Regions from separate parts of the Mus musculus genome. Here regions 2, 3, 4, 5, 6 and 7 are each linked to region 1. Evidence: chromatin contacts called from public HiChIP or PLAC-seq, Micro-C and promoter capture Hi-C data. All regions are on one chromosome and are shown on one strand. The core of a region is the stretch at or near the end of the contact, and the rest is flanking DNA. Distances in the headings are between cores, read along the strand shown.

Region 1 (3,508 bases), core at 242-2,741:
GACAAACCACCGACAGGGAACATGGTGTGGCACCTTGTCAGCTTGACACAACCTAGAATCTCCTGGGAAGCGTCTCCCTAGGGGATTGTCTACATTGGTTTGGTCCCTGTGTGTGTGTGTGTGTGGGGGTATCTTGAGTAAACCAATGTCAGAATACTCAGTCCACTGTGGGTGGCCCCATTCCCCAGGCAAGGAGTCTTGAACTGTGCCTGCAATCCAACTGGGCACAAGCAAGAACATGCATGCATTCACTTCTCTCTGCTCTATGGATGTGGTGTGATTAGTGGTTTGAAGTCTTTGTCTTGCCTTGACTTCTCCAAGGTGGTGGACTAACCTGCAATTGTAAGCTGAAAAAAATCTTTCCCCCCTTGGTCCTCCTCCTTCTTCCTGGTCTTATTATGTAGCTCTGGGTGTCCTGAAACTACACACACACACACACACACACACACACACACACACACACACACACACACATCAAGGTAGCCTCACAATTCAGAGATCTGCCTGCCTCTGCCTCCAAAGCACCAGGATTAAAAGATGGGTCACTAAGCCTGACTCATTAGACTTTTTTTTGGGGGGGGAGGGGGTTCAGGATATTTTATCACAACAAAAATTAACTAGAACAGCTGCCCAGAGTGCTCTAATGACCCAGAGTGTTCTAATTATTTATCTTCAGCAGTAGCTGCAAACTGCAGTCACAGTATTAGATGACAGAAATTTGAGTGACAGCTCTGCTCCATAGGTTCGGTTTCTGTTTTAAAGGTATTGCATCAAGTCGAGCTGACAGCGACAGTGCTGGGGACGACTGAATATTGTCATTGCCCATGGAACAGCTGTAATCACATTGGGAGCTAGACATAGCAACGAGAAGCCTGGATCTCGGACAAATGGGTCTCCATGTGATGCAGGGACAGCTCTCATGACCAGTGCCAATGGGGCTCATGTTAACTGGATCCGATTCACATCCATTTGACTGCCAGGACACTGGACTCGGGGTTCATAACCAGCGTGTGGTGCTATAGGTTAAAACGTGAGAGGATAATGGCAAAAGAAACCCCGTGTACACCCATACCAAGCCCAGTCCAGAAATCAGTCTCGTTCTCGCCCTGCACATGACTGTTTGTTACAAAAGAAGGAAAGAAATCTTTGTCGTCTCTTCGCAGCAAACCTCAGAAGTGGCTAGGTAAGGGATGGATCATGCTATGGAACATGCTAAGGAAACATCTCCCAAGGTACTGTGAGGCGAAGGTCAAAGGTCAAGAGCAGACCAGGTTCCAAACTTGGAAGCCTGCCATTGGTAGAAAGCGTGCACGTGATGCAGGGACAGCCTTCTCGCGAGACCGTCCCCCAGCACGTGACTACGGCGTGCGCACATCCGGGCTACGGCCCTCGGCGTTTTCCCCGGCCCCAAGATGGCTGCCTTTTGGCGTCTCCAGCGCTGTTGAATGGAGAAAGCTTTATTGTTCCCTTCGGGCAGGAGTGTTCGTGTCCTCAATGGCGCTGTCAATAAAGAACGGCAGTTTGAATCGGTGCTGAGCAGGTAACCATAGAAACGGCGCTGGGACTCTGCGCGGAGACCCCTGTCGCGGCGGAGGCTCCCGAGACTCCCTGAGTGAGGGGCGCCCCAGGACCCCTGGGGGACGCAGGGGATGCGCGGAGCGAGCTCCGCCTGGCTCGCGTCGGTCACAGCCGCCGCCGTCCGCTGTCCTCGGGACGTGGCCCCCGGGAACAGCCCTCACTTCGGGCGCAGCCTAGGTTGTTGCGTCCCGTGGAAGGACGCGGGACACTGCCTGGCATCTGCGGCCCTCACTCCCCGGCTCCCGGGCTGTGCTGCGGACGCCCCGGCCCAGAGGGCTCCCTCCCATCTCTGCTCTCAGCTTTTGTTTATCCGCTGTAAAACAGTTGCGGGGAAATAGAAGTCGTGGGAAATAAAACTTCAGCTCCCAGCAGTGAAGTTGCACGGAGACGCAGCTATGGTCGTTTTTTGTTTTCTTTTTAACGGGTTGTCCGGCCGCTCGCCTGCCGCGGGGCGGGGGAGTGCGCGCAGTTGCCCCGGCTGCTTTTCGGCTTTGATGGAAAGGTCCATAAAGCCAGAGTCATTTCTCTCCGGCGCTTTACAGAAGTTTGCCAATCCTGGCCCGAGGCACAGTTGACACGATATGTGACTAGCTTCCATGATGCCGTCAAGCTAGTGGTCTCTCATTCCTTACAAAGCTATCACCCGCCCAGTGTGTGCAATTGGCCATCTATTTTATGTCTCTACGTAGCTTTGCAGTGTATTTTCCCTGCACAAAACGTGAAGTGTGATTAGGGTGTGCTAGCTTATAGGGCTGGCAATGTGAGGCTGTCGCTGGGAAATCCCCCTTGTATGATAGCCTAGGTCACATTACCTCAAACTGTAAGTTTTCTCCCTCTGGGAGTGCTCTTCCTTGGAATTGTATCCAAATCTTGGTGTGGGTTATAGCTGTTTAAGCAATCAATGTAGGGTTAGGGTTAGGAAGTGCAAATTTTCAGTGCTTGGCATAAATTATGCTCAATGTAGACATGGTTCTTCGGTGACAGGTTCCCATTCTGTCTTGTGCTTGTTTTGACACAGACCTCATGTAGCCCAGGCTGGCCTGGAAATAAATAAATATACGTATATGTATTTGTGTGTGTGTATATGTATACACACATATTATATATATACATATATATATATATATATATATATATATATATATATATATATATAGGCTGGCCTGGAAATAAATACATATACATATATGTATTTGTGTGTGTGTGTATATGTATATGTGTGTGTATATGTATGTATATATATGTATATATATATATATATGTATATGTATATATATATAGGCTGGCCTGGAAATAAATACATATACATATATGTATTTGTGTGTGTATATATACACATTTATGTATATATGTGTATATACACATGTATATACGTATGTGTATACATATATATGTATATGTACGTGTGTGTGTGTGTGTGTATATATATATATGTATATATATATATACACACACACATATCTCCAGTTGGTTGGTCTAGAGCTCCTGCTCCTCCAGTCTTCCTCCCAAGTGCTGAGGTTACAGGCGTGTGCCTCTTGCCAAGCTCCATCACCCAATTTTTTTTTTTTTCTTTCGAGACAGGGTTTCTCTGTGTATCCCTGGCTGTCCTGGAACTCACTTTGTAGACCAGGCTGGCCTCGAACTCAGAAATCCACCTGCCACTGCCTCCCGAGTGCTGGGATTAAAAGTGTGCGCCACCACGCCCAGCTATCCATGACCCATTTAACAGTTATTTTGGTTTTTTTTGTTTTTTACACCTATGCTTGCATGAGTTTAATCAGTTGTTCAGGTGCTTCTACTATGTGCAGGTATGATTCCTAGAAATGTGTTATTACACAAGAGGACCACGACTTTTGCCTCTTTGTGGAATTTAAATTCTTCAAAGGGCTTCGGTAATGTATAGGTGCACAGAAATAATTCTCCTTCTTTA
Region 2 (3,682 bases), core at 1,027-3,526, 450 kb after region 1:
CATGTTGACTGAAGTGGGAAGACAGGGCAGCTTTCCCGATGGCCCCTTTCCTGCAGTCCTGGGCTGTGTAAGATGGAGAGAGGAGCAGTGTTTGCATTCATCCCTCCGGGCTTCCTGCTTGTGGATGCCATGGGACCAGCTCGCTCTAGCTCCTGCTGCCTTGGCTCCTCTACCATGATGGTGTACCTTGAACTGTTTTAAGCTAGTTCAAATCCATCGAGGCAGGGAGCAGAACAGTTGCAGCCAGGGGGACGGGAGAGTAATACGCTCACATCTTTTACACCATATATCATATCACCTGCTTATGATGGAAGAGCAGGATTTAGCCCTAGACTTCCTTACATTACGAACTCTTCTCTAAACTGCTCTCTTCTCTTCCTCACAAAGCTTTCTCCAACCCCTCAATATAATTCTACCACACTCACCAATTTTGTTAATTGTGACCATGAAAACATACTTCACACATGGGACATACGTGGTCCTGTGAACACATTTTTTTTTTCTTCCTGCGTACTGTTTTTGCTTTTTGGTTTGTTTTTTGAGATAATGTTTCTCTGTGTAGCCCTGGTCAGCCTGGAACTTGCTCTGTAGACCACCAGGGTGGCCCCGAATTCAGAGATCTGCCTGCCTCTGCCTCCCAAGTGCTGGGATTAAAGTCGTGCACCACCACCTTCAGGCCTAGTTTTTTTTTGTTTTTGTTTTTAAAGTCTATTTTGTTCACAGAGTTCAGTGAATTTTAGTGAATACTCACACCTCTGTAAGCATCACCCCGATCAAGGTATGGAGTTTCCTCCAGCAACCTTCCTCCTGCTGTTCTGTGTTCAACTTCATCACCTTGGAAGAATTAAACAAACCAGCAAAACCCTGTAACAGGGCCCCAAATCTTAGTAGGCTGAAAGATCTTACCACAGTTAACTCAATGGTGGAAATACCATTTAAGCTGTAAAACTTAACACATAGACAGTACCACCTGCCAAAACTAAAACAAAGGCTTAATCCATTTAAGTCCGTAGTTTTGGGAAATGGACTGACCTTGCTTTTTGGCTTCTGTAGTTCTGCTTCTGGCTAACTGAAGCTTTTAAAAAAGTTTTATTTATTATTTCTAAGTACACTGTAGCTGTCTTCAGACACACCGGAAGAGGGCATCAGATCCCATTACAGATGGTTGTGAGCCACCATGTAGTTGCTGGGAATTGAACTCAGGACCTCTGAAAGAGCAGTCACTTCTCTTAACCACTGAGCCATCTCTCCAGCCCCCCATCTCCCCAGGCCCCAAGTAAATACTTTCTATTGGCTTAAACCCATGCCTGCATTCTTCTCTGGTGAATATCTCATAGCCCCCCAACATCCTATACATCTCAACATCTCATGAATAAAACACCCACATTCACAACATTAGAAAGAACTGACCAAGCCGGGCAGTGGTGGCACATGCCTTTAATCTCAGCACTTGGGAGGCAGAGGCAGAGGCAGGTGGATTTCTGAGTTAGAGGCCAGTCTGGCCTACAAAGTGAGTTCCAGGACAGGCTGGGCTATACAGAGAAACCCTGTCTCGGAAAAACCAATCCCCCACCCCCCTCCCCAAAAAAGAAAAAAAGAAAAGAAAGAACTGACCTAGGTTGAAGAAGTGTTATGCGCCTGGAGATGAGAGGCATGGAGGAGGAGGCATGGTGGCGAGCATGTGCAGCCTCAAGAAAGAAAATAAACACGGCTTGGAGGCAAGAGCGAGTCCACTTTGACTCAAACCAGAAATTCCTCATTTCTCTCTATTTTATTACCGTGGAAATTCGTGCACTCTTTATTTCCCCACAGTCCAAGCAGGGCCATTATGAAGCTAGTTTCCCTAGCTCTAGGGATAACTCGGGGCCATATACATTCTGGGCCAGTGCTCTAAAGGTTGAGTTACAGAGCACAGGATAATTAAGTGATCATTAATTAAGTTGTACTTCAGAGTGTTCCCCTGTCTCAATTAGGTAGTAAGCCCTCTGAAAGCCGGAATTCCATAATCCACCCCTTGTCCTGCAGGGAGAGTGAATGTTATTAGTTGAAGTGACTAGTGTATGGGGTGAATATTGAGAGTCCTTGATGAAAACGGTCGGGCTCAGAACCCGAAGTCAGGCGGATATGCTGGGTCGCACTCCCAATCGCAGGGGGCGCTCTAGGTCAGCCTCGCGATCGGAGCTGCGGCGCCGCTCTAGCCTCCAGGACGTCGCTCTCTGGTCTTGAGCCGGGGACAAGCGGCTGCTTTTTTGTCCTGGTGCGGCGGGAGCGCGCAGGGCGCGTGCGCACGCGGGGGTGTTTGGCTTCGCACGGAGCGTGAGAGGTGCGGGGCGGAGAGGCGCGAGGCGGCTGCGGACCCACGGAGCGGCAGACCGATCGGCCCCTGCGGCCCGCGGCGGCCAGGCGGCCCGAGATGTTGTCTGGGAAGAAGGCGGCGGCGGCGGCAGCGGCAGCGGCGGCGGCGGCGGCTGCTGGGACCGAGGCCGGGTCCGGGGCGGCGGGCGGTGCCGAGAACGGCTCTGAGGTGGCCGCGCCGCCCGCGGGCCTGACGGGCCCCACCGACATGGCTACGGGGGCGGCGGGCGAGCGCACTCCCCGAAAGAAGGAGCCTCCGCGGGCCTCGCCGCCCGGGGGCCTAGCCGAGCCGCCGGGGTCTGCTGGGCCCCAGGCGGGGCCCACAGCCGGGCCCGGCTCCGCGACGCCCATGGAGACCGGAATAGCCGAGACCCCGGAGGGCCGACGGACCAGCCGGCGCAAGCGGGCCAAGGTGAGGCCGTGATCGAACCGCTGGTCCCGGGGACCGGAGTGGGGCCGGGGGAGGGGAGGCCCGGCCTTTGTGCGGGGACCCGGTGTATCGGGCGCTGGAGGGTGTGACCCTGATGGTCTGACTGGGAAAGATGGCTTCCCGACGCGTTTGTCTACCTGTGTGTCTGATGTGTGCGGACGGCGGACGGCTTCTGGGTTGTGTACACCGGGGAGATGGGTGTGATGCTCTAAGAGTCAAGCTGCATGAAAAGAAAGAGACTTTTTCTTTGTTTTTGAAAGGTCTTGCTGTACGCCAGGTACGCGTAGACTCTTATTTCTTTCTTTCTTTTTTTTAAAGATAAAATAATAAAATATACAAAAACCAATCGTTTATTGTGCGTGTGCGAGTTGGGGTCATAGGATAGCTCGCCTGAGTCCTTCCTGTCTTTCCGCCATGCTAAGGAATCGAACTGAGGTTGTCAGGCCTGGAGGCCAGCGCTTTCTTGGGGCCCGGGTAGACTTTTTCAAATTGTGGAAGCGAATGAAGAATACCAGTTGGACACGGGGCGAATATAAAGATAAAGATTTGGCATCAAATCCAACACTATCCACAGATAACCTCTGTCTCACACCCCAGTATGCCAGATGGTGCATTTGGCACAGGGCCAGCGTTTTTCGTTTTCCCAAACACCACTGGACTGGTATTGTTAGCTTCATTTTAAGAATGAGTAAAAAGAGGTTTGCAGTTTCAGAGTTTGGTGTTTTGACAAGGTGTAATTCGATATTGAAACAAACAAACAAACAAACAAACAACCCTCTGGGTCAGTAACCTTGCTAAGCATTGGTGTGGCTTTATTGCACAGTATTAGCCTTAACCAGAGATGCTTAATCTGATGGGGAAATTGGAAATACATATGGGTTTGTAATAAATACAAGA
Region 3 (3,239 bases), core at 154-2,653, 370 kb after region 1:
CTGGGAAAGATGGACTTCTGATCAAACTAAGGTGTCAGTGACTAACAGGAAACCCACAGTTGAGGGGATCCCACAATGGGTTGACAATGAAGAGAAGGGCTCTTCCTATAGGCTGAGGGAAGAAAGCCAGACTTCCTCTAAGGCCCTCTGAGTCTACCGTGGCTTTGTCTCCACCCAGGCACCTTGGACTGCATAGACGGATTTCTCTCTGATCTTTTAGAATAGACTCCACTCCTCTTTGAGAGACCTGTGGCTGGAAGCCACGCATGTAAGACAAACAGGCAGAATCAATTTGCATCCTCAGGCAGTCAAACTTTGCCCTGGGGGGGGCCTCCATCTCCACCTGGGTGGATGGCAGAGGAGACTGCCACTCCATGAGGAGGAAGAAGGGGCAGACACCAGCACCAAGCATGTCCCTGGTCCCCTGCAGAGGTGAATGTGTGGGCTCCCTGCTCTCCTGCCTGTCTCCTACAGGGTGGGCTAGTATTTCAGGACAGTGCCACATGGGACCAGAGACCGTGAGCGCCACATAGCACAGGCCTCCAGGAGTGGACATAGCAGTTGGCCTCCCGTAGGGATAAACACCAGAGGCCCTGTAACCTGGTGCCTAGACCTAGAATTCCTCTTCCTTCTACCCATAGAGACCACAAGGACCCCAGAGAAAGGTGCCTAGGACTTCTGTTCAGACTAAGCTGCTGGTAAATGGTTGATAGAAAGCCCTTTGTTGGGGGTGAGCTCATAGTGAGCAGGAAATGATGGGGGGGTGTCATGCTGTTGGGGCTCAGGGACTGTGGCAGCTAGGCCTGCGGAAACCCACTCTCTGAGACCCCCGCCTAGTCCCCATCAGCCTCTGGGTTAGCAGAGATCTGTTTGTCACCTATTAACCCTGTCTCATTCATGCGCTCCTCATGATCATGGACTTCCCCCCTGCATATCCCAGTGTCCTGTGCTGCTGTCAGGAGCCACCTCTCTCTCTGGTCATCACCTTCTCCCCAGAGCTCTAAGCTGAAGCCTAGAGAAACCCAGTAGATGAGTTGAGTGAAAGAATGAAAGACCCCACCCCCACCCCCCACATCACTACAGTGCCCAGCTATCTTAATCAGCTGTCTCCCCTCAGAGAAGCCTGCACCCCCCCCGCCCCAACTCCTACCCCAGCCCCAGCTTTTGACTTCTCCATCATATTCTTCCCTCCCTGGTCTCTTATCCCTGCCTATCAGCATCTTCAGGGTACCAGGAAACACCATCACTTCTACCAGCCTTGAGCATCTTCCCACAGCCTCTGCCTCTTCTCTGGAAAGCCCACATGCTGGCAGCAAAGGGCCTGGTCTCCCTAGGGTGCGAATGATGAATGAGAGCATTGTGTGGATGGAGCAGAGAGTGAGGGATGGAGCTCATGAATGAAACAAAAACCAGAGGCAGGCTGGCCACTTGGGCCAGTCACTTCCTGCCCCTCACCACCCCAGCCAGCCCCAGTTCCTACTTTAGTATTTCGCCATGAATGTCTTGACCTTCTCTGAGAAGCTTTTCCATGCTGCCAAGACCAGGGCCAATGTTGAATCCTCTCTTGGCCCTCTGCTGATAGCTCTGAGCCACCGTGGGTGAGACATTAGCTCTGCTGTGTCCTGGCGCCTGGTATACAGTAGACATTCCATAAGTACTTGTTGATGTGTTGAGCAGTGGCTACTGAGAGGCCTGAGTGTCTCTCTTGAAAAAAATCTCACTGGGTCCTGAAGGACTTTGAAGGGGCTCCCAGTCTGGGTAGCTGGACAAAGGAAGCTTTGCCTTGCAGGGGCCAGTGTCTCTGCTCCCTCCAGCAAGGACAGCTTAACAACTGATTTTAGAAAGAAAGAAAAGGAAAAAAAAAAAAAACAGAAGAAAGAAAAGGGAAAAAAACTAATTAAGAAGCCTTGTGATTAAATGAAACTGAAAGTATTTTTCCCCAAAGATTGGAGCGGAAATGAGGAATCCCTCTGTGGTCCTGACTGCGACCCATTTCCTAGCGCACCAGCCAGGCCTGGGAGCCTGGCAGAGGTGTTGGCTGGGGTGGCACTGCTCTGCTTTCTTTGGGACCAGGTGGCTCCACAGTAGCCAAGTGGCTACCTGGTCACTTCTCACAGTCTTCGATGTGTGCGGGGGACACCACACTATCACCACAATCGTCCTTGGAATGGTACCCCCAGGCACTGACGGGAGGAGAAACTGAGGGACAGAGGCCCATGTGGCCTGTCAGCACTTTGTGCTGAGAGTCAGAAGGAGGATCTACCCTCCATCTCCCTTTCTTACTCTCTCTGGTGCTCCTGCCTCCCGGCTTTCTCCCATGGTTACTTCTGAGATGACCAGTGACATGTAGCCAGGTCCCTGTCGGTTAGCCCGTCTGCTCAGTCTGAGTGTACATGCCATCAAAGGACAGCCACTGGGTCATTTGACTTCCACTGTTACCAGCTGACGCTGGCTGCAGAGGACTTGGCCATCTGGGGGGCGGGTGTGGGGGGAAGGCTCAGACAGTAACAGCCGTGTGAAGTACTCTCCATACGAAGAAGGTCTCGGCGGTGGGAAGTACCCAAGCATGGCCTGCCGCCATGGCGCGGGTGAGAGGAGGCCTGTATCCGGGACATCTGAGCTGAGGTTTGAAAGCTGAGAGAAGTTTACAGAGGGGTGTGTGATGAAGGCAGCCATTCAGGCAGCAGGCGCAGCGGGCTCAAAGGCCCTGGGGCAGAGTTGAGCAGCTGCGTTCAGAGAACAGAGAAATGATCTCAGATCTCAATATGAACAACACGCAGGGGAGAGAGAGCACGCCACGGGGGAGCCGTTGGAAAGGGAGGCTGGCTGGGGTGTGTCCTGCCTTCCAGGCCTGGTGAGTCTGGATTTGATTTAGAGTCTGATAGAAGGTTCTGGAATGCTGGGATCTGACTCCAGTTGTGTTAAAGATCCATGCAGAGTACTAGAAAGTAGACTGGGGGGAGGGGGGGGTGGCCAGAGACACATGGGACATGGAGTGAGAAATGACGGGTGCTTGAGTTGGGAGGTCGGCAGCAGAGGTGGTGAAAGATGACAGGGTGGGCGTTTTTGATGCCCAGGGCCCCTGGGACATGGCAGGATGACCCTGTGGATGGTGCTGGTTCCAGAGGCAGGGGATTTATAAGAGTAGCATAGCACTTGCTAAGCAGGATATCCTGGAGCAGATGCCAAGGGTCAGCGGAAACAGAGGCCGCAGCGCCTGGGGTCATTCGGAACCCAAG
Region 4 (3,208 bases), core at 666-3,165, 430 kb after region 1:
TGTGTGCATGTGTGCATTGTGTAAGTGTTCATGTGTGCATGTTTGTATGAATGTATGTATGCAAGTGTATGTGTATATGTGTTCATGTGTGTGTGTGTATTTGTGCATGTTTGTATGAATGTATGTGTGTATAAATATATGTGTATGTGTGCATGTGTGTATGAATAGATGTGTATATATGTGCATGTGTGTGTGCATGTGTGTATGTATGTGTACATATGTGTGTATGCATGTGTACATGTGTATATGTGCGCACATGTGTATGTGTACGTGTGTGTATGTGCGCACATGTGCATTGTGTATGTATGTGTACATATGTGTGTATGCATGTGTACGTGTGTGCATATAGAAGTCAAAAGTCAACATCAGATACCTTTCTCCATTATTCTTGTTTTTTGAGGCGGGATCTCCAGCTGGAACATGAGGCTCTGTGACTAGAGGAAGCCGACTGACCAGAGAACTCCAAAGAGCTGCCTGTCCCTGCCTCCCCGGCACTGGGATTGAGGGTACGAACCACTGCCCCTCAGGTTTTTTATATAGTACTGGGGATTGAACCTGGGTCTTTGAGTACTTTACCAAGTGAGCCATCTCCTAGCTACTTATAACTTTTCAAAGGCCTGAACCAACCAAATATCCTTCAATGATGAATGAAAATATGACTCATAGGTCCATGCAATCGAATGTTACATAGCAACATAAAGAATAGAGTATCTATATATATAATAATATGTATAAATCTTAAATGCACTGTGCTAAGTGAAATAAATAAACCATTCTCAAACGCGGACGGATTGTAGCATCATTTGTATAACACTCTGGAAAGGGCAACAAACAGAACCTGAGCTCAGCTCTGCACCTTCCAGCTCTGGACAAATGACTTCACCTCTTGAAGCCAGAAGACTGCCCCTCCCCCCGGGAGAGCTCAGGTGAGCCCCTACAGAGCTGTGCAGGAAGCATGGATCGATTGGCAAACAAGTTGTGTTACAATAACAAGTGTTAGCTCAACTGTCATAGTTGCTTTACTTGTTCCAGAGAGAAACAAGCAAGAGCAGAGGCTCCGGTGGGGAAGCAGGTGAAGCAGCCAGGGTGGGAAGGAGGGCAGAGTCACTGAGCAAGCAGCTGAGGAGGAGCTAGGGATGTTGACCAAGAAAATGTGTGACTTCCTGATTGGGACTCACCCGAGTCTTCATCTTCCTTAGGGCATGGAAGATTCCAGCTCCTTGAGGATTCTGGCCTGCAGCGCAGGAAACCCTGTGGACAGGAAACTAAGAGAAGCAAAGGCAAGAAGAAGTGGGAGCAGTGGGGAGACAGGGCCCGGAGAGATGGCTCAGAGCTTAAGAGCACTGCTGCTATTTCAGAGGATCTGGGTTCAATTCCCTGCATCTACATGGTAGCTCACAACCATCTATAACCACAGTTTCTGGGGTTCTGACACTCTCCAGGGATGCCAGACCTACCCATGATACAAGCATAAATGGGGAAACATACATACACATAAAATTAATAATAAAGACATGTCCTGGGAGAAGAAGGGACAGAAAATAGCTAGAAAGGGGGTAAAATGAGGATGGTGGGGAAGGAGGACCCCACTTCCCAAGCTCAGAAGCCTGGCTGATTCGCAGTGCCTGATTGTCCAGGACTATCCTGCTTCTTGCACTAGAAGACCCAGAACCCCTTCTATCTCAGGCAAACCTGAAGGAGGGCACCAAACCTACCCCAAATCTACCAGCCTCTAATTCCAGCTCCTTCCCCCACAACCATCTGCCAGGCCCCAGACTCTCACATTTTACCTACTTCCAGAAGGATCTAATGGAATCCACAATTCAGCTCTTTCAACCGGGATCCCTGTGTTTCAAGGGTCTTCCTGAACGCTCAGCATGAGCTTTGCCCAAACTGCCAGCAGCCGTGACAGATGTGGCCCTCATTTCTCCAGCTCTAATCCCTCGCTGTCCTCTGCCTAGAGGATTAGCTTCCCAGGAGCCCTGGCAGCAGGGAAGCTGGGCAGATGTATCAGAGTGCCGGACATCTATGCCATGTGACCACAGAAGCTATAGTCCGGGGGCATGAAGAAACTCAGGAAAAGAGGTGACAAAAGACAGCTACCAGGATCTGACCCTCAGGCCCTTAGAACCCTTTTCCAAGCTCAAACCAGTTCACCAGTCACCTCTGAGAACACAGGTGTGAGCCTTTCTATTAAGTGCCCAGGAGAGCCACTGTTACCTGGAAGTGAGACTCTCTCGGTTTCTTTGTAAATGAGGACAATAATGACTACAGCTAATTAAGTAGGAGAGTGCTTCTAAGGCAGAAGCCCGTGACCTGCCCCTAGGAGGGGCTGGCTCTGCCAAGGCTGGCACTCATGACTTGGCTCTGGTATCAAACTCCCAATCTGGTCCAAAGGCTGACTTTAGATTTTTTTTCTAAGTCTAAGAAAATCTAAGACTGACTTAGATTTTCGGGAATGTCAGAGGACAACTCGCAAGAAGTGGTTTTCTCTTTCCACTGTGTGGGTCCCAGGGATTGAATTCAGGTCATCAGGCGTGGTGGCAAGCACCTCTACCTACTGAGCCATCTTACAGGCTGTCTGTGTCTTTGATCTGCACAGGAACTGCAGGAAGAAGAATCTAGCTTGTCACACTTTCCATCCATCCAAAGGAGCTGATATTCAAAGTTCCCAGGAAGAGCAAGGGCTAAGATTGGAACACAGGACACAGGTCCCCCTCCCCTGGTCCCCAAAGCCTTCCTTATATCTCCATCTGACTGACTATGAGGTCGTCGGGGGGTGGGGGGGTGGCATGTCAAAGCTAGGACTGATGATCTGAGTCAGATAGTTTACTGCAAGGGCCTGCAAGACTTCCCTTAGGGGACCCACCCATGTCTCAATGACTCCACTGTCTTCTGTGGCACTCCTCCTGGATACTCAAGTTGACCCAGCTTCTGGAGGCAGGTGTTTCTCCCTTGTAAATCCGGATTATTTCCAATTCAGCTAGAAGAGAATCCACACCATGTCATATAGCAAATCACCACTAGATGGCAGAAGGTGTACATGGAATGTCCCAGCTTGCTCTTCCTTTAAAGGTATTTTACTGGAGAATTGGTCTTCAGGTTCTATACCTGTGAAACAAGAAAGATCAAACACACACACAGACACAGATACACATTCATATACATACACACACATACTCACATACATACAAAGAAACACACCAGC
Region 5 (3,454 bases), core at 378-2,877, 380 kb before region 1:
AGCACTCGCAAGGCAGAGAACAGGGCTCTAAACCAGCCAAATCACCAGCTCTGGGGTCAGCAAGAGACCTTGCCCCTGCAGATAAAGGAGCCCAGGGAAGGTGCCAGCATCAAGCTCTTCAGCTTGGTTGACAGTGCGTTGGCAGGATCCTCACCAAGCTCCTTTAGTTAAAGCTTTCGATTGCATTTTTGTTGCTTCTGTGTGTGTGTGTGTGTGTGTGTGTGTGTGTGTGTGTGTGTGTGTGTGTGTGTGATGGGAGTGGGTGCACATGCCCCAGCATGCGTGGAGCTCAGAGGGCAACTCAGAGGAGAGGAGTTGGTCCTCTCCTTGTAACAGGTGGGCCCCAGGGATCCAACTCAGGTCGTGAGGCCCGATGGGCGTCTTTAGGTGCCAGGTCATCTTAGCAAGCCTGCTTCCTCTTTTATATTCCTCTCTTTCCTTCCTTCTCCTCCTCCCTGTTCCCTTCTCCTCCTCCCCTCACCTGGTTGCTTCTTCCTTGTCTCCTCTTCTGTCTCCATATCCCTCTCCTCCTCCTCCCCCTCCTTGACAAGGACAAAACCAAAGGCCTTACTTTGAGGCCCTGTGTTGTGCTTCCAGACCCATTTTATTTTTTTGCTTTGAGACAGGGCCTTGCTGTGCAACCCTAGTTGACCACCAACTCATAACCCTCCTGCCTCAGCCTTGGAGCAGCTGGGAACACAGACGATGCCACCTCACCCAGCTCCTCGTTGACTCCAGACCCCTGCCCCTCTTTTTTCTTGAGCAAGCCACTCCTGAGTTGAGTGTCTACCCTCCACCCGTTCCCATGGCTGGCTTCAGGACTCACTTGCATGCATATCGTCTCCAGAGTCAATATGTCACTCTGCCTCAACCTCCCAAGACAAATGGGAAGGGAGGGGTCCCCTCCTGATCACCCATGTTTTGTTTCCGTATGGCACCCACCCTCACTGGTTAGAGACAGCTTCTTAAAAATTTTGGCACTTGGGAGGCAGAGGCAGGTGGATTTCTGAGTTCGAGGCCAGCCTGGTCTACAGAGTGAGGTCCAGGTCAGTGGGGATATACAGAGAAACCCTGTCTCAAAAAAACCCCAAAAAACAAAAACAAAAAATTGTGGGTTCATCTTGTGCCATCACTAGGCAGACTGTGAGCAGACTGGGATCATGTGCTGTCTGCTCACAGCCCTAGAAAGAGCCCTAATACAGCAGAGAAAGTACTCAGAAACAGTCTCTTATGGAGGTGGACATCAATATTAATCCCATGCAGGAGACTAGAGCTCTGAGACACCATGGTCAAACTAAGCACTCAATAGACAAAGCCAGGATCTGAACCCAGGCCTGATCAGCTCTGCTATTCTAGCCTTCCCTGGGAAAGCCCGGCCTGTCTAATAGAACCCTTTGCCTGTCCCTCTCTTATCAGTTGGCCGTTCTCTACCACTTGTGCAATCACAGGTTGGAGGAAGTCTGAGGTCCCTCCTTCAGCTCCTGCTCTCTAATCTACAGTGGTTGGTGTGTGGCCTTGGGCCTTGAAAAAGCTGGTGTTCTGCCACCTGTTGTGGGAGTGGGGTCTGGGGCCAGCCCTTCCACCTGCCTCCGGCACTATATTAAAGTCCCGGTTCCACATCTCTTTCTAATCACCCTGAAGCTCACCATGCTCCGACTGCTGAGTTCCCTCCTGCTTGTGGCCCTTGGTAAGCCCTCAGCTTGTCCCATGTCTCCTTGCTGCATCAGCCTGGGAGCCCCTGAAATATGACAGACCCTCACTCTTTGCCTCCCTGGGTGACACCCCATACCTACTTCTACAGAAGGTCTCAGCTTCAACTAGGACAGGACTGTAGGGCCTTGAGCTTGGTTCATGGCCAGGAGTGGAGGAGGCAGGCAAGCTTCAGATGACCCAGCTCAGAAAGACTGGGAGCCCACGGGGCAAGACTCCTTGAGGGGACAATGGATGACCTCCTGACTTAAGGTCTGAACTCTGAGGTTTGATGGCTCCAACTCAAACTTTCAGTCTTCTGTGACACAGCCCACAAAGCTTCCCTTGGCCGACCATATTGTACCCGATGGCATTTTCTAAGTGTCTACTATGTCAGGCAGGTGACGGTGGGACAGGTTGTTTTTCTTCTATGACCCCAGGTAAGTCAGCCTAGTTTGGAGTCAGTGGGGAAACTGACTTTTAAAGTAACACAGCCATCCTGAGTCGGTGGCCGAGTTTCACTTCGTACCCAGCTGTGTCACTCAAACAGCCACTTCATAGGTCAGTCACCTTTTTTTTTTTTTAAAGATTTATTTATTTATTATATGTAAGTACACTGTAGTTGTCTTCAGATACACCAGAAGAGGGCATCGGATCTCATTACGGGTGGTTGTGAGCCACCACGTGGTTGCTGGGATTTGAACTTCGGACCTTCGGAAGAGCAGTCGGGTGCTCTTACCCACTGAGCCATCTCACCAGCCCTTTTTTTTTTTTTTTTTTTTTTTTTTTTGGTTTTTCGAGGCAGGGTTTCTCTGTATAGACCTGGCTGTCCTGGAGCTCACTTTGTAGACCAGGCTGGCCTCGAACTCAGAAAACCGCCTGCCTCTGCCTCCCGAGTGCTGGGATTAAAGGCGTGCGCCACCACGCCCGGTATAAATCACCTTTTTAAAAAGAATTTTTTTTTAATAGAAAGTCTCATGTTATAGCTCAGCCTGCCTTTCCTTGAATTCCTAGCAATCCCACTGCCTCCCTCTCTCAAGCACAGGGACTACAGGCCTGAGCTAGCATGTCACTTTTAGCTGCCATTTTTAATTTTTTTTATTACATTTATTTATTTGTTAGGGACTGTATGTGTGTTACAGAGCTCACGTGGAGACCAGAGAACAACTTGCAGGAGTCAGTTCTCTCTGTTGGGATCCCAGGGATAAAACTCAGGTCATTAGCCCGGGTTACCACGCAGCCAGCCCTCTTTTTTTCTTTTGGGGTGGGGTAAAAGATTTCACTCTGTTAGCCCAGGCTTACCTCAAACCAGTGGCTGATCCTTTGAGCTCGAATCCTCAATGCTGGGATCACACCCTAATGCCCAGCATTTTGGTTTCAGAGTTTGGGGGCTCCCTGACTACCAGGCTCAGTCCCAAGTCTTTAGTCTTTGAGATAAAAGAGACCCTGCCCTCCTCTGACTCTGGGAAGCCCTGTTGTAGGTTAAATGCATAAACACTACTTCATACCTGGCTAGTGAAGTCTAGAGAGGGGAAGGGCTCCCCCTCCTCTTCCTCCCCTTCCTTTTCCTCCTCCTCTTCCTCCTCCTCCTCTTCCTCTTTCTCTTCTTCCCCCTCTTCCTCTTCTTTATACTCCTCTTCTTCCTCTTCCTCCTCTCCCTCCTCAATCTCTTCTTCCTCCTCTTCCTCTTCTTTTGCTTCTTTCTTTTTCTTTTTAGACAGGATCTCTTTGTGTAGCATTGGCTGATCTGGAATTCACCATATAG
Region 6 (3,171 bases), core at 339-2,838, 400 kb after region 1:
GACCAGGCTACCCGGGAAGTCAGGACCCTGATCATTCACTGTGACACCCCAGCCCTCCAAGGGTACCCCGGGAGACCACGTGACTCTCTCTCTCTCTCTGTCTCTCTCTCTCTCTGTCTCTCTCTCTCTCTCTCTCTCTCTGTCTCTCTCTCTCTCTGTCTCTCTCTGTCTCTCTCCCACTCCTTCTTTCCCCGAGGCCTTTGCCTGGGTCTGAAGGTCTTGGCCAGAGGAACACCATCATCAGTCAAGGGGTCTGGCCGCAGGCTCCCCTGTGAGCAAATGCAGGGAATCCGAGCAGAACAATCGGTTAGTGAATTGAATGGAAATAAATGCTTTAGTTATAAAATGACCCCTGTACTCTGTAAGTTCCAAGAAAAAGATCCTGGCACCTTTGGGACCTGCCAAATGACTTTAATGCTCTTGCAAGGGACTCTTCCCCCTGCCCCTCAGGATCCAAAAGGCCCAGGCTGAGGAAACTCATGGAGGCAATCAAACAAACAAACAAAGAAGCTCATGTAGCCTTCTTAGCCTAGGGTCATCAGAAGCACAGGCAGAGAAGCGTAGGCACTGGGTTGGCTCAGCTCTGCGTTGCGTGTACAGTGCCTGGCTAAGTAAGCCACGTTAGAAGTGGTGGCCCGTGGACCCCATTCAGCCACAAATGTAACCCCCTCCCCCACACAATGCTGTCTCCTGTGCTAAGGGCTCGGACTTACTGTGAGTAGTTCTTTTGTGTGGAGGAGGAGAAGGAGGAAGAGAAGGAAGAGGAGGAGAAGGAGGCAGGAAGTGTGTGTGCTGCAGATAAGACTGTTAGAAGAGGAAGGGGTATCCCAGAGACAGCTCATCTCAGGACCATTTCCTTTGTCTGGTGAGCATCTTTGAGGAGCCTATCCATGGGGGAAGATTGAGGCCACAGGCCACCAGCAAAAGACCCTGCAGTGAGCAAAACCATCGTGGCTCAGCCTGTCATCTGTCCTTCACCTATTCTCAACCCGGGAGCAGAGGGAAGGAAGGGATTAGAGAGGAAGCTTGTCCCTGGGGTAGGGACAGCGGGCCTGGACACAGGGCAAGTATTGGCAAGTTTCCCACAAAGCAGCAAACAGCGGCCCGTTGGCCATCCCTTAATGGCCCAAAGACACCCAGCGCGGATGGCAGCTGTCCCAGCACACAAGGTCACCTTCTGGTGGGAGCTTCTCTGATGCTCTGCAGATTAACTGTCTCCCCAGCCCACCTCCCACCACCCCAGAGCCCCACGAGGCCTGGCAGTCAGTGTTTCCGTCAGATGGCTTCCTGCCTTAAGCCACTAGGCTGGCGTCTTCTAGCCAGCTCATCTGCCCATCCACCCTCTAGTGCCCAAAGTATTCGTGTAAAGCCGTAGGACTCTACATGTCTACTTCCAGAATACGGGTGCTATCCAGACCTTCTGTCTCCTCTTCAGGGTACCAAACAGACACCGTCACTGTGGCAGTCCTGAGTGTAGGCCCTGCTCACTTCTCAACTACAAGACATCGTCCTCCCCCCACTCCTCAATGCTCAGCAGGGAGTGGTAGGCCCTGCTGCCAAGCGCCTTCCACTTAGGCTGCCCGCTCACATGGGCACACAGCTTGGAGCTATCTGCTGCCTAGTTACTAATCCCTTCCTGGCTCCACCCCCCATCCATCTCCCCACTCCCAGCCCCCCCAAGCACTAGCTCCCACCTGCCCAGCATCAGGAACCGCTTCCGGCTGTTCAGCCCAAGCTTGTTTCTTGAGGAAAGAAAGCTGTTTTGTGAACCTGGGCCAGGGCACCATGGAAGTGGGGCCAGCTGCTCTGGGAGAGTGTGCCTGGAAGAGCCACTCGGGGCCAAGTTAAGTATGACGGAGCTGTGCCACCCACCCCAGAAGTCTCACAATGGGCTGTTAGTGGCAATCAACAGGCCTGTTCCTGAGCCGGTATTGAAGGTGTCTTGCTGGTAGGTTGGTAGCACGCTTGCCTGGCATGCACAAAGCACTCGGTTCCACCCCCCAGCACTGCATAAACCGGATATGGTAATATATGACTGTAAACTCGGTACTCAAGAAATGGAGGCAGGAGGGTTAGAAGATCAGTGGCATCCTTAGCTACTTAGTGAGTTCAAAGCCAGCCTGGGCCACATAAGACCTTATCTCTAGGAAAGAAGTTATGGTCAATAGTGACATCCTTAGTGCTAGACCCACTGCTTCTGAGCAGACACAAGAGTAGCAGAGAACACTTATACAATCTACTTACCAGCTGGGCCTCAAGTCCACCCTTTCCAGTATCCAGAGCGCCCACCTTCTCTATGGCTGAGAGGTCTATGCTGCCCCCTTGTGGGCACTCACTAACATTGCACCCCCTCATAGATCCCACCCCTTGCTGAAGGACTCCCACCGGAGACCACCACCCACCCCAATGCCACCCTTGCTTCTCCAGGTGCCTGTCATTTCCAGGGACAGTTCCCAGAGGAAGACCTTTGGCAGGGAGAGGTGCAAATGCACTCAAAAGACAAGATGTAACCTACTTCTGTCACTAACTAGGGCCACGGGCCCCAGGAGAGACTGTTCCTCACTGGGCCATAGCTTCTCATCTATAAAACAGGAGCATTAGGCTGGGTGCTGCAGGCCTGGAAAACCCTTTGTCCACCTCGGTCCCGCAAAGTAAAACACTGGTTCAGGGCCACGGCTCCAGAAAGGGCCACAAGCCTTGGCTTCCCCGCACCAGGGTCCACCCGAACATGGTCACTTAGGCGCAGAAAACAAAGGAATCCAGCTCTGGCGTATGAGGCAAGAGAAAACCAGATGGGATGGGCTATCAGGGTGGGCTTTCAGGGGGAGGCTACAGGCTGAGAGAAAGGTCACTCCAAAACGTAGCAGCTTCAACAGTGCAGCGCAAAAACATCTGGAGGTGTTGTGGGGCATGAGTTGGTGTGAGTGTAGGGCATGGAATTAAGGTCCAGCCACAGAGGCTACCAAGCAGAGATTAGTAGGACTACCATTAGATTATAGAGCAGTGGTTCTCAACCTTCCCAATGCTGCAACCCTTTAACACAATTCCTCACGGTGTGGTGACCCCCAACCATTTGTTGTGGTTTGATTTGGCTTTTTGAGACAGGGTTTCTCTGTGTAGCCCTGGCTGTTCTGGAACTCACTCTGTAGACCAGGCTGGCCTTGAACTCAC
Region 7 (3,635 bases), core at 533-3,032, 310 kb before region 1:
ACTTCGAGGCAGGATAAAAGAAAGGACACAGCCAACCTGCCTTGGGAACAGAGAAAACTGTACTTTCTCTCAAGCCAAAGAAATTGATGAGGTTTTTTTGTTTGTTTGTTTGTTTTGTTTTGTAATCACAAGTTGCCATTTATGGTCATCGGAGTGGAGGGTGTGGCTGAGTGGCAGAGCACTTGCCAAGTATCTGGTGAGCCCTGGGTCCTCCCTGGCATCGGAGAAAGGCTAGACAACTTCGATCCCTATAGGGTGAGATTGCCCACATAGGGAAATGCCCACAGGGTAGAATGCAGCCTTGCTATAAGCGGGGCTTCGTTCGACACAGAACGATGTTTACAGTACAGCTTTGAAAGAAGTAGATTGCAGGCTGGGAGGTGGCTTAGAGGGCAAAGTGATTGCTGCGCAGGTGTGAGGACTTGAGTTCGAATCCCTAGGGCCCACATAAAGCTGGATGCAGGAGCACACATCTGAGGTCTCAGAGTTCTGCCTCCTTAAGACACACCCTCCTGTTTTTTGAGAATGGATGTTTTGTATCCTAGGACACTCTGAATCTTCTATGCAACCAAGGGTCACCATAGATTTTTCTGCTTCCACCTCCCAAGTGCTGGGATTACAGCCATCCATCTCAGAGCTTGGATTATGAATGTGGTAGAGGCACTAACGTGGGGCTTCGTGCATTCTTGGCAAGCTCTCTACCGACTGGGCTACATCTCCAGCCCGCAAGAGAACATTACTGAGATAAGGTTCCTCTAATGTTGGGGAGCATCTGACAGAAGGCTAGGCTCTCTATTCTCCAGCAGCTAGTACACGGCCAGAGAAGGCAGCTATTCAACAGGCGCCGAGATGACAGGGAAGAGAAGGATTTGATAGGTCAGATCCAACCAAAGGGGCCAGGGGAGAGCACTCAGGGACAGTAAATGTAGGACTTTTTTGAGGGGGAAAGTCTTTAGTTCTAAACAAAACCGAGGGTGATACTCAACTCCCACTCCAAAAACAGACAGATAAAGCTGTGCACAGCAAGTCACTTCCTCTCTCAGAGAAGCAAAGAGGCAGGCTATGGAGGGGCACGCCTATAAGCTCAGCACTTCGGAGGTAGAGGCTTAGCAGTTTAAGATCAACCTCTGGTACCTAGTTAAGCATTCAAATCCAGGCTGCGCTAAACGAGATCACGTCTCAAGTTATTAAAAACAAAACAAAACAAAACAAACCCGGTAGCCTGGGTATGGTGATGCACACCTTTAATCCCAGCACCCAGGAAGCAGAGGCAAGGGATTCTCTGAGTTCCAGGCTAGCCTGGGCTCCACAGCAAGTTTCAATACAGCTAGGGCTACCCATGGAAAGAAACTCTTGTCAAAAAACAAAAAACAACAACAAAAAAGAGAGAGACAGCTCAGGCATGGTAGTACATTTCTTGAAATATCAGAACTCTGGAAGCAGAGGCAGTAGTATTGCTGTGTTCTGGGACAGCCTGGTCTACATAGCCATTCTGGGATAGCAAGGGCTACATAATGACACCCTGTCTCAATAAAATAAACAAAAATATAAAAGTAAAACATATTTACAACACTTTTCTTCACGAAGTTGCAAGACTCAAAATAAACTTTAGTTACAACACCGTGCACATCATTGTTCATAGTTTTATTACGGATAAAAAATACCGTTAAAAGGCGCAGAGAGCCAACCAGAGCATGCAAGGAACGCAGCCCGCGCGCGTGCGCGCCAAGGGGCGGAGCCCGAGCCGCCCTCAGCCCCTTCTCTCTCTTTGTCCCTCCCACTTCCGCGGGCACCCAACCATGCGTCCCCTGCGTGCTGACGTCAGGCGCGTGCCCCTGTCCGGCAGCCGAGGAGGCCCCGCGCAGTGCTGCCAACGCCCCGGCGGAGAAGCTGAGGTGAGTGCGGGGCCCGAGAAGCCTCCCTGCGGGAGCGTCTTCTGCGCCGCCCGGTCCCCTTCGCGTGTCCCCCCCCCCCCCGTCCTCTCTCGGTTCTCGAGGATGCTCGCGGGCAGGGGCATCCCGGTGCTTGCGGGCGGTGGGCCGCGAGGGAGGGCTTGCCGGGGTCGCGTGCGCCCGCCGGCCCGGGTTCTGAGGGAAGCGAGGCGGGGTCGCGGCGAGGCTTAGGGCTGGAATGGCGGCGCGGCGCGGCCGGGGATGGCGGCGGCCGAGGGCACAGCCCGGCCGAGCTGTCAGCGGCGGCGGCGGCGGCGGCGGCGGCGAGAGGACCGGGCACACCCATCCCACCCGCTCCCCTCCCCCTCCGGCCGCCCGCGGGCTCCGAGGCCCCGGGGCGCGGGGTGGGAGACGCCCGGTCCGGACCGGGGTCGGAGGCCGGGGGCTGTCTCTCCGTTGTGGGCCTCGACTTCCTGCTTCCCCGGCCCCGCCACGGACGCGTTGCGGCTGGCGGGGGAGGGGAGCGGAACTGCGGCCGCAGGGCCGGGCCGGGCCGGGGCCGAGGTGACGGACCGGGCGGCTCTGCGCCTGCGCCCCTCGGCGGTCTCCAGCCCCGCGCCGTGTCCTCTCCTGCCCCGCGGCTCCCGGGGCTCTCCTGCCGGGGCCGGCCTCTTTGCCATCCGGGACCTGCCTAAGCACCTCCCGAAACCCCGCCTGGCCACTTACTCAGTTCCTCGTTCCTAGCAGGAAATTTTCTTTGTCGGTTATTATTACTATTTTGTAAATTCCTCTTTCCACCCCTTTAACTCTGGGAGAAATTCAGTGTGGAAGATTACGTCATCGCAGCATAAGGGGTGAGAGTTTTAACTCCTACAAGTCAGGGCTATTCAAATTAAGACAGCATCTTGCGGCCTTTGTGGGTCAACCCAGCACATTGGTTCAGAGTAAGGTGGCAATTTTTTTTTGTTGTTGTTGAAATCCTGTTGCCTGTCTTCAGGCTGCCTGAGATGCACCTAAAATACCGAAGGTTCAAAATCTTAGGTTTAAGTTATTTTGGTCAGGGAATATACACTGTCTGCAGCCACTTGTGTAGGTATGATCTTTAAAGGACCCCTTGGCTATATACTCGGGTGAATTGCAGGAGCAATTCTTTGCCACACTAATTGTGACTTACTTGATGTAAAGAACCCAACTTCAGTGCATGGTTTGAAGAATGAGGTGAAAAGAGAATTTCGTCATACCCCTGATTTGTCTTTGTTAGGATTGCAACTTCAAAGTTGCATGCTTTAGTTTTTCCATTAAAAGGGCTTTTGGATTTTTTTTTTTTTTTTATCTTGAGACAGGGTCTCCATATGTAGCCCCGGTTAACCTTAAACATAGAGGGACCTCCTAGTCTCTGCCTCTCAAGAGCTGGGCTTACAGGAATGAGCTACTTGAATTACCAACCTTGATTTTAATTTCTAACCCTAAAAACTTGAGTAATATTTTTAGATCACTAGAATGGTGTGTCCTTTGATTATAGTACACACTAGCATTGAAGAACATTAACACTGCAAAGCAAATGATATCCAGTGCATCCCTGTAAGGGTGGCTCATGTTTGAACAAGACTTTTCCCATTATTGCTCATTTGTATAGAAAATGATGTTTGTAAAATACTGGAGTGGTGGATTCAAATTGGCTTTCTGTAGTTGGTAGTTGTGGAGCTTGAATCTTCCAAAATCTTCCAAAATTTGTTAGCCTTA

The links. Promoter capture Hi-C pulls out the DNA fragments that hold promoters and counts their contacts. Hi-C and Micro-C count contacts between places; a contact is called where the count stands out from the background. HiChIP or PLAC-seq counts read pairs in DNA pulled down with a chosen protein or histone mark.
Region 2: a FOXA1 HiChIP or PLAC-seq map of pancreatic cancer cells shows a contact between it and region 1. The contact joins the promoter of Kdm1a here to the promoter of Zbtb40 in region 1. A contact is called at or near these places in 1 of 39 promoter capture datasets (the HPC-7 cell line), 2 of 484 Hi-C or Micro-C datasets (Th1 cells and embryonic stem cells), 3 of 115 datasets of contacts at active chromatin or transcription factors (astrocytes, bone marrow-derived macrophages and pancreatic cancer cells) and 2 of 9 other capture datasets (adipose tissue and pancreatic islet).
Region 3: a promoter capture Hi-C map of neural stem cells shows a contact between it and region 1. The contact joins the enhancer-like site here to the promoter of Zbtb40 in region 1. A contact is called at or near these places in 9 of 39 promoter capture datasets (the 3T3-L1 cell line, the HPC-7 cell line, the SN4741 cell line and 5 more), 17 of 484 Hi-C or Micro-C datasets (CD4 single positive thymocytes, CD8 T cells, the CH12 cell line and 12 more), 6 of 115 datasets of contacts at active chromatin or transcription factors (T-cell acute lymphoblastic leukemia, astrocytes, embryonic basal ganglia and 1 more) and 1 of 9 other capture datasets (adipose tissue).
Region 4: a contact with region 1 is called in a promoter capture Hi-C map of embryonic stem cells, with 2.7 times the contacts expected there. The contact joins the promoter of Lactbl1 here to the promoter of Zbtb40 in region 1. A contact is called at or near these places in 3 of 39 promoter capture datasets (the HPC-7 cell line, embryonic stem cells and hippocampal neurons), 2 of 484 Hi-C or Micro-C datasets (embryonic stem cells and hematopoietic stem and progenitor cells), 7 of 115 datasets of contacts at active chromatin or transcription factors (T-cell acute lymphoblastic leukemia, embryonic stem cells, forebrain and 3 more) and 2 of 9 other capture datasets (adipose tissue and embryonic stem cells).
Region 5: a contact with region 1 is called in a promoter capture Hi-C map of hippocampal neurons, with 3 times the contacts expected there. The contact joins the promoter of Cela3b here to the promoter of Zbtb40 in region 1. A contact is called at or near these places in 2 of 39 promoter capture datasets (hippocampal neurons and liver) and 2 of 9 other capture datasets (liver and pancreatic islet).
Region 6: a promoter capture Hi-C map of hippocampal neurons shows a contact between it and region 1, with 4 times the contacts expected there. The contact joins the enhancer-like site here to the promoter of Zbtb40 in region 1. A contact is called at or near these places in 12 of 39 promoter capture datasets (the 3T3-L1 cell line, the HPC-7 cell line, embryonic stem cells and 5 more), 1 of 15 datasets of contacts at CTCF or cohesin (embryonic stem cells), 2 of 484 Hi-C or Micro-C datasets (the G1E-ER4 cell line and embryonic limb bud), 10 of 115 datasets of contacts at active chromatin or transcription factors (the HPC-7 cell line, T-cell acute lymphoblastic leukemia, astrocytes and 5 more) and 1 of 9 other capture datasets (adipose tissue).
Region 7: a contact with region 1 is called in a Micro-C map of embryonic stem cells, with 4 times the contacts expected there. The contact joins the promoter of Cdc42 here to the promoter of Zbtb40 in region 1. A contact is called at or near these places in 4 of 39 promoter capture datasets (the SN4741 cell line, cranial neural crest, maxillary cranial neural crest and 1 more), 1 of 484 Hi-C or Micro-C datasets (embryonic stem cells) and 4 of 115 datasets of contacts at active chromatin or transcription factors (astrocytes, effector CD8 T cells, kidney and 1 more).

The regions. Positions count from the first base shown.
Region 1 is chr4:137,046,678-137,050,185 of GRCm38.p6, reverse strand. It overlaps Zbtb40 (zinc finger and BTB domain containing 40), which reads left to right and starts at 1,491. Exons shown (of 19, transcript NM_198248.1): 1 at 1,491-1,540.
Region 2 is chr4:136,601,317-136,604,998 of GRCm38.p6, reverse strand. It overlaps Kdm1a (lysine (K)-specific demethylase 1A), which reads left to right and starts at 2,276. Exons shown (of 20, transcript NM_001347221.1): 1 at 2,276-2,767. The coding sequence starts at 2,414.
Region 3 is chr4:136,680,320-136,683,558 of GRCm38.p6, reverse strand. All of the region lies in intron 6 of Ephb2 (Eph receptor B2), which reads left to right. Among named protein-coding and RNA genes, the nearest start is that of Lactbl1, 59 kb to the right of the region's middle. Within about 2 kb of position 1,403, at least 30 of the 459 cell types and tissues checked have an H3K27ac peak or open chromatin away from gene starts, as enhancers often do. A contact at or near this core is called in CD8 T cells, the G1E-ER4 cell line, the HPC-7 cell line and 1 more, where this site is marked.
Region 4 is chr4:136,621,328-136,624,535 of GRCm38.p6, reverse strand. It overlaps Lactbl1 (lactamase, beta-like 1), which reads right to left and starts at 1,915. Exons shown (of 8, transcript NM_001243262.1): 1 at 1,795-1,915; 2 at 1,179-1,251. The coding sequence starts at 1,190.
Region 5 is chr4:137,428,693-137,432,146 of GRCm38.p6, reverse strand. It overlaps Cela3b (chymotrypsin-like elastase family, member 3B), which reads left to right and starts at 1,627. Exons shown (of 8, transcript NM_026419.2): 1 at 1,627-1,687. The coding sequence starts at 1,648.
Region 6 is chr4:136,650,783-136,653,953 of GRCm38.p6, reverse strand. It overlaps Ephb2 (Eph receptor B2), which reads left to right. Exons shown (of 16, transcript NM_010142.4): 16 at 1-3,171. Among named protein-coding and RNA genes, the nearest start is that of Lactbl1, 30 kb to the right of the region's middle. Within about 2 kb of position 1,588, at least 45 of the 459 cell types and tissues checked have an H3K27ac peak or open chromatin away from gene starts, as enhancers often do. A contact at or near this core is called in the G1E-ER4 cell line, the HPC-7 cell line, astrocytes and 2 more, where this site is marked.
Region 7 is chr4:137,355,906-137,359,540 of GRCm38.p6, reverse strand. Cdc42 (cell division cycle 42) reads left to right here and starts at 1,782. Exons shown (of 6, transcript NM_009861.3): 1 at 1,782-1,895.